Regions from separate parts of the Mus musculus genome. Here region 1 is linked to region 2. The links are chromatin contacts, called in public HiChIP or PLAC-seq maps. All regions are on one chromosome and are shown on one strand. Each heading gives the region's core, a stretch centred on a gene start, on an enhancer-like site or on the middle of the called end of the contact. The rest is flanking DNA. Distances are from core to core; before and after follow the strand shown.

Region 1 (3,761 bases), core at 1,180-3,679, 180 kb after region 2:
TTGCTGTGCCGGTCCCGGGTAATATCTCCCTTGTTCAGGGTGACACTGCCATCTGTGAACCCTGAAAAACAGAAAACAGTGGCAGCACGTATCAACTGCAGAGACCACGTCAAAGAAAATGTATTTAAAAATCTAGGAATGGGAGCTGGAGAAGAGGCTCAGTGGTTAAGAGCACTGGCTGCTTTTCCAGAGGACCCAGGTTCAATTCCCAGCGCCCACATGGCAGCTCACAACTGCCTGTAACTCCAGTTCTGGGGAACCTAACACCATCACACAGACATATGTATAAGCAAAACACCAATGTACATAAAATAAAAATAAGTCATTTTTTAAAAAATCTAGGAATGCGTTTTTTCCTCCTTTCAGCATACCAATGGCCATAAAGTTGAGATTCTCATGGACCGTCAAACAAGACACAACAGTTGGCTCTGTCCCTGGGATGGCAGGGAAAATCCGGGTGCAGAGTGGATTGCCACCGTCTCTCTTTTCCAGGTTCCAGATCTTTACCTAGAGACAGACCACAGACATGTGAAAGTTAGTTTCCCTCCAACCAAAAACCATTCCTCGGGCTTCTGGATTTTTCTTTTCTGGGACTTACCAGAGGGTTAATACCCTCTTCATCCTCACCAACCGATGCCAGAATATTGTGCTGCTTCAGCTGATATAAGTGTGTCACCCGTAGTTTGTAGGCCTGGAACCCTGTAAGCTGTAGAGAACGTGGCAAGAACCAGATCTGGCCTTCCATATGTGCAGGGTGGTCAAGGTGCCTCTTTTCCAAGGAGTGACGTGACCCTCCCCCACCTCGTCTACAGCTGCATATTCTATGCATTAATAGTACAAGGAGGAATTAAAATATCTTAGGAGAAGCCAGGGCTGGAGACATAGCACACAACTGACACTTCCTTAGCACACACAAGGCCCTGGGTTAGATATCTAGCACCATATATAACTGGGTGCAGAGGCACATGTTTGTAATCTTAGAACTCCAGAGGTAAAGGTAAGAAGGTTAGAAGTCATCCTTGGCTAAATGGGATCTTGTGTTATAAATTTAAAAAAGAAAGAAGGAAATGAAACACACACATGCACTTGTAATCTTAAGAGAGATTACATTCACATAATTTCAATTACAGGATATTATTATAATTGTCCTGTTTTAGTATTATTGTTGCTAATTTCTTACTGCACCTTATTTAAAAATTAAAAGTATGATCAGTGTGTTGTCACTGACTTAGCAACTTTTAATTTACAATCCTACAAAAGTGACAAGCAGCAGAAATTCTACTTTGAGGGCTGAGGGGCAGAGCATGTAAGAAGAAAGCATAATTGACAAGTTTCCAGAGCTAGTAATATGGGTAAGATACTCCTTTGAGGATAGCCCTTAATCCCAGTGATCTGGAGCCAAGAGATGGGCGTGAGTTCAAGACCAGCCTAGTCTACACATTGAGACCCTGTCCAAGATGTTGAAAAAGATACTCTCTTGTGATGCTGGGCACATTTAGCTCCCGGTCAGCAATGGAATCAGAAGGGAACATTGATATAGTATAGTTATAGTGTACTCTGTTGCTATTTAGACTGGTAGACTAGGCAAGATAAATGCATTTTTGGCTTGTATAACTTTCCATTTATGATGGATCTGCCTGGATGTAAACCTATCTTAAGTTGAGGAATGAGCGTCTCTGAAAGGAAAAAGTAGCCCCTATGTAGTTTGTAACTACCAGTGGCTTGAGACCTCAGCTGGGGTCTGACTGTACATCCCAAGGGCTTCCCCACATAGCTCATAGCTCGTGAACAAAGCAAACAAAGTCCTTATCTATCTACCTCCTCGCCTACAATATTAGACAGGGACTGTAACACCTCACACACACTCACAATCAAACACACACACACACACACACACACACACACACATATTTTAAAGGCAAGTTGCGTCTATTTGCGAGGGGGCCGATCTTAACCTTTGTCAAACTGGCATTAACAACCTTTTTCCAGTAAAGGAACCTGAAGCCGAGAGTTAAATGACTTGCTCAGGACTGCTCAGTTGACAAGTGAGAAAATGAACTTCCTTCTTTCTCCCATCAGCCCACAAAAGACATCTGGGCTCGCGTCTAACTGCGAGCACGCAAAACGCCACTGACAGATTGCATTCGCTGTAGAAACTCGTCCGGCGTGCGCTGAGGAAAGAAACACCTCCGAAAGAAGGATATCTCCAAAGACCAGGCTCCCGCGGCCTGAGTCGCAGACAGTGATGCCAGGAGGGAGGCAAAGGAACTTGGAAGCAGCGGATCCCGACACAGGCGCGGCACCGGGAGCAGCCCCATCATTACCCAGCGGCTCCTTCACCAGCTCCTTCTCGAAGAAAACGAAACGCCGCCACTGCAGGTAGGCCGCCATCTTGCCGAAGGCCCCCGCCTCCGGAAGCGAAATCACGTGAACCGAAAGGCGAGTCATGTGACAGTGGGGAGCATGCGCACAAAAGGCTTGCTGCTCGGGACTGAGAGGTGGGGCGTGCTCCGTAGCTCCTTAATGCTCTTTTGATCTTGTTAGGACTGACAACGTCCTTCAAGAGAGTGGTGGCGCGATTCGAGGTCCGCATGCCCTCCACAGAGAGGCGGTGTCTCAAAACTCAATACTCTGTTCGATGCAGAGAATAATGTTTTGGGAAGCTATCTAATTCATCAGCTTTTTAATTTTGCAAAATAAAGCTGTAATTAAGTGCCACCTTTTTAAAAGTAGTTAATAGACTGCCCGATCAAATCCAAAGCTTTTTAGATGTATAAAACTTTATAGGGGGCTGGAGAGATGGCTCAGTGGTTAAGAGCACCGACTGCTCTTCCAGAGGTCCTGAGTTCAATTCCCAGCAACCACATGGTGGCTCACAACCATCTGTAATGAGATCTGACGCCCTCTTCTGGTGTGTGAGAAGACAGCTATAGTGTACTCATATACATTGGGTAAATAAATATATCTTAAAAAAACAAAACAAGGGCTGGAGAGATGGCTCAGAGGTTAAGAGCACTGACTGCTCTTCCAAAGGTCCCGAGTTCAATTCCCAGCAACCACATGGTGGCTCACAACCATCTGTAATAAGATCTGACGCCCTCTTCTGGTGTGTCTGAAGACAGCTACAGTGTACTTACATATAATAAATAAATTAAAAAAACAAAACAAAACAAAAAAAACTTTATAGGGCTGAAGAGATAGCTCAGCGGTTAAGAGCACTGACTGCTCTTCTGAAAGTCCCGAGTTCAAATCCTAGCAACCACATGGTGGCTCACAACCATCTGTAATGGGATCTGATGCCCTCTTCTGGTGTGTCTGAAGACAGCTACAGTGTACTTAGATATAATACTAAACAAAACTTTATAAGTAAAATTATGCTATCAAGAAGCAACTAGAGCCGGGTGGTGGTGGCGCACGCCTTTAATCCCAGCACTTGGGAGGCAGAGACAGGCAGATTTCTGAGTTCGAGACCAGCCTGGTCTACAGACAGAGTGAGTTCCAGGACAGCCAGGGCTACACAGAGAAACACTGTCTCGAAAAAAACAAAAACAAAAACAAAAACAAAAAAGAAGCAGCTAGATGGACAGTATGTACTTTCTGTGCAGATCTCTATAGAAAATCCACCACTGTATACCAGTCAGAAAGTTTACTCTAACCAAGAAAGTCTTGAGGTTTTTGTTTGTTTGTGGTGACAATGGGGGACAGACAAATCAATAAAATGCTCAGTCACTGATGAGGATTTCACACATTTTGTGAATTCT
Region 2 (4,382 bases), core at 1,002-3,501:
GTCAATGACAGGTAAGATCCTGGAAGACAGGACAACCCAAGACATACATAGTCCAGAATATTGGGAATCCTCTGTGGTAGGGTCAACAATGTCAAGGCAATGGCACCCCAGTTCCTACTAGGCTGTCAAAACCTAAAAACAAAAGGGTGGACATGTAGCAGGAACGGTAGGGCCACCTCTGTGTAAACGCTGGGGGGTGGGTGGGGGGGCGAGACAGCCTCAAAAGCATCTCCTGCAGAAGGACCTAACTAAGGACTGCCTGAGAGACCAAGGATTGCTGGTACAGATAATGTCAGACAATCAGGAACTGCTGTTTAGAAGAAATGCTTTCTTGGGACCAATGGGGGCGTGGGTAAAGGGTGCTAAAGGAGCTTGTAGCAGTGTTCAGGGAGCTTGGAGGACACTCACCCCAAAAGAGATCTCACATGGTGCTCAAAGTACCTCCTGCCAGCTGCTTAAGCTTGCTCATAAGTACAAGCCAGAGACAAAATAGGAGAAGAAGCAAAGGCTACTGTGCCTGTGGTAAGAAGAAAGCTGCTGGCAAGGGGGACACCCCAACTAAGAGACTGAGCAGGGGTCAATATAGTCACCACTTTGGTGGGGAAGAAGAATGCTCAGCTGATAGTAACTCCCCACAACACAGAGCCCATTGAGCTGGCGGTTTTCCTGCCTGCCCTGTGTTGAAAGGTGGGGGTCTCTTACTGAATCATCAAGGGAAAGGCCAGGCTGGGTGACTGGACCACAGGAAGATGTGCACTACTGTTGCCCTCATACAGGTTAACTTGGAAGACAATAGTAAAAGCTATTAGGTCTAATTACAACGACAGATGATGAGATCCGCCGCTACTAAGGAGGCAATATCCTGGGTCCTAAGTCTGTGGCTCCCATTGCCAAGCTGGAAAGGGCAAAGGCTAAAAAACTCATCACTAAACTGGGTTAAATATACACTGCTAAGTTTTCTGTATGTAAATATAATTACAAAATTATCTTTAAAAGCAACAAACAAACAAAAAAACAAGAAAAAAGCCTGTGATATTGGAGCCAGAAAAATGACTCTGCAGATGAAGGCACTTGACACCAAACATAATGCTCTGTGCCACACAGTGGAAACACCTCCAAAAGTTGTCCTCTAATCCTTCCACAACAGTTGTCACAAGCATTGCCCCACAACACAAAATAAATAAGTGTAAAAATTTTAAGCTCTTATAATTAGAAGCTTTCCTTAATAAAATATGGGAAGTCTTGAGTATTATAAACATAAATTTAGATATAAAGCTACCTTAACAATAAGGGTAATGGACTTTAAAAGTGAAGTGACCAGTGCCTGGAAGTCCTTCATGCACGGGTACTGTCACAAGTGGTGACTGTAGTTCTTTCGCTGTCAAATTCCAAAACCTTTACATGCAACACTAGTGTCATCCAAGAAGAACATACCGAGAAAACAATCATAACTCAGTAACAACATCCTCTGCTCAGCACACTAACCAACTAAAAATACACACCATGAAACGTCTCTCAACAGGAAGTCAGACGAAATGCTAACTCTTATCTACTGAAGTTGTTCTTTTAAAAGAGAGAGCTTGGAGTCATGGCACACATCTGTTATACCCCAGCACTTGTTAAAATAGGAAGATGTCTACTTCAAAAGCAGCAAGTATGAGCTGTATAGCAAAACCATACCCAAACCCATCCATACACACAGAGAAATACATATGAATATAAAATATGAAAGGGATTTTCAATCAATATATCTAAACATATCAATGACCCCCCCCCATAAGTATATATCATATCAGTTGGGCGTGGTGGTGCACTCCTTTAATCTCAGCACTGAGAGGCAGAGGCAGATGGATCTTTTTGAGTTCCAGGCCAGCCTGGTCAACAGAGTGAGTACTAGGACAGCCAGGGCTACACTGAGAAACCCTGTCTTGAAAAGCAAAACAAAAAAGATATATATAATACCATACTCATGGTCCAATTTATGTGATACCCCCACTGTAAGGTAACAGTAGTAAGGAACCAAGGAGAGAAGGCAGCAGCAGCCTATACGAATCTCCAACAGCCGCTTCACACTTTGTACTCCCACTGAATCAACTGTGTGTATGTATGCACCAGGCAAGTCCTCTACAACTGAGCTAAGGTGCCAGCAGAATTGGTTACTTTTACTTTATGTATATAAATGTTTTGCCTGTATGCATGTGTGTGTGCCATGTACATGCAGTGCCAGAGTAAGCCAGGAGGAGGAGCAGGATCCCTTGGAACTGAAGTAACAGATAGCTGGTAGTCTACATGAGGATTATGGGAACTGAATTTAGTTCCTACCCAAGAGCAGCAAGTGTTCTTAACCACTAAGACATCTCTCCAGTTCCCAAATGAATCTTAAAATACAGATCCTTTATTCCTGTCACGTGTAACTCTGGCCATGAACCAACAAAAAATACCATCATAACCTAATTCACCTTTCTGAACAATACTCAGTGCTCTCCCAAAATACTCTCTACTTTCTAAGCCCCATGCCTTTCATGGTGGCAGTACATCAATAGTACATGTATCTCTTCATAGTCAGCTTTTTCCCTTTTAATGCTAGAGATCTAACTAACCTAGAAGCTTGTACATGAAAAATAATTGCTCTATTACTGAGCCATGCCCTAGTCCTTCCATGAGCTTGTTAGTAAGTGTCAGAACTGATCTATGTGATTCAAGAGCTGGAGAGCTCTACTATGATACATATTTTTCCTTCCAATGACTATCATTATGGAATGTTGCCTGTTCTTCAATGTTCTCAGATCCTACCTCCTCGGGTAGGGGAGAGAAAAGTCACTCATCCAAATTTAATATCTATTCTTCCCTTCTGAACAAACTGTATCATCTTGTTTAGATGTTTCATGGCTCTATCATACCTGCTGTGTGAGAACTGTCTTCCTTCCACCATTTGGAAGACAATTCTTCAGGGGCAGAAACAAAGTGTGTGGCACTTTCTCTGTATCTACATCGTACTTTATCTCTAAATTAGGTTACCCATCTGTAAATGACTTGTTAAAACACTCAACAGTACGGCACAGGCTTTTGGGCAAGTACCCCCAATGAACCAACCAACCCAAGAAATCAGCACCCAACCCTGGACACCATAAGCCACTGTTCTTTTTTTTAATCTGCTGTGGTAGTTTCTTGATCTTTAACTGTTTTTTCATGACAGCTGTTCTCCAGAGCACTAGTCAGTTTTTTTGTACAATGCCTTCAACACATCTGACTCACGTGTTTCTTTTTACAACTAGGATTATGAGTTCATGAAAAAAAGCAGGAATGGGTGCCCTTGACACATGTCACAGTATCTTGCTGGTATCACTCCAATCACTTAATTATAGTAATTTTGACCATGCCTCTTCACTGTGTAGCTATTTTTTCCTAATTCCTTTGCAACAAATTCACTTAAATTTTAAAACAATATTACAATTTGAATTAAAGCATAGGCTAGATTACATAGTATACACCTGTAATCCCAGAATTCAAGAAGCTAGGAGGGGAAATCATGGGCTGCATAGAACGACCCTATCTCAAAAATCAAAGCCACCATTGACACACATTTTGGAGGTTAGTACCTTTGTTTTTTTCAGTGTAGCTAGAAAACATAAAATAACTCAAGAATCATGAACTATGTGTCTCTTAGAGATCAGGACTTGTCTGCAGCTGAAAGCCTATTAGCCCATAGTATCAGTTACCGCTTCTCTGTACCAGCTTCTACTTTTTGTTTTTGGTTTCTTTGTTTTTTAAGACAGGGTTTCTCTGGGTAGCCCTGCTGTCCTGGAACTTAGGATGGCCTTAAACTCGGAGATCCAACCTGCCTCTGCCTCCCACGTGCTGGGATTAAAGCCGTGCACTTTCACTGCCTCCACCTTAAGACTAATTCTATAAACCTCCAGAATCTCCTTTCACAAGGACAAATAAGGAAGCATCTTTTATGGCTACGAATGGCATGCACTTAAACATAAAATAAAAATACAGAGACAAAACCAATCACACTCAATGGGAGACAGTTCTAATAGAATCTAATCAAATATGTAAAAAGTCTATCCAGTTATGATTAATTATTTAACTCCTGAGTACATAGCACATTAAGCATCCATTTCTATTTAAACACATGAGTTCCCTGAACAAGCACACTACTGCTACCAAGTTTTTCTGTCCCCAAAGATTGGGAAAGAATGTGGAATTTTTAGATCATTCTAAAAATCTAGGGGAATGAATCAAAGCCAGAGAATTTTCATCATCAAGGCCATCTCATCAATTTAGAGTAACGGACCACACATACACTTTATAATTTTTTATGTAACTTAGGAAGTTTTCTAGACTTGAAAGAATGGATGGGATTTCTACAGACAAAG

What was found. HiChIP or PLAC-seq counts read pairs in DNA pulled down with a chosen protein or histone mark.
Region 1: a CTCF HiChIP or PLAC-seq map of CD8 T cells shows a contact between it and region 2, with 6 read pairs. The contact joins the promoter of Vps11 here to the enhancer-like site in region 2. A contact is called at or near these places in 3 of 39 promoter capture datasets (HPC-7-derived erythroid cells, hematopoietic stem and progenitor cells and hippocampal neurons), 1 of 15 datasets of contacts at CTCF or cohesin (CD8 T cells), 3 of 484 Hi-C or Micro-C datasets (embryonic stem cells, nephron progenitors and peritoneal macrophages), 10 of 115 datasets of contacts at active chromatin or transcription factors (the 230-238 cell line, the SCID.adh cell line, bone marrow-derived macrophages and 6 more) and 3 of 9 other capture datasets (adipose tissue, liver and pancreatic islet).

Annotation. Positions count from the first base shown.
Region 1 is chr9:44,359,241-44,363,001 of GRCm38.p6, forward strand. Vps11 (VPS11, CORVET/HOPS core subunit) reads right to left here and starts at 2,430. Exons shown (of 16, transcript NM_027889.2): 1 at 2,205-2,430; 2 at 599-747; 3 at 372-507; 4 at 1-61. The coding sequence starts at 2,391.
Region 2 is chr9:44,180,225-44,184,606 of GRCm38.p6, forward strand. All of the region lies in intron 2 of Cbl (Casitas B-lineage lymphoma), which reads right to left. Among named protein-coding and RNA genes, the nearest start is that of Mcam, 48 kb to the left of the region's middle. Within about 2 kb of position 2,252, at least 28 of the 459 cell types and tissues checked have an H3K27ac peak or open chromatin away from gene starts, as enhancers often do. A contact at or near this core is called in CD8 T cells, bone marrow-derived macrophages and pro-B cells, where this site is marked.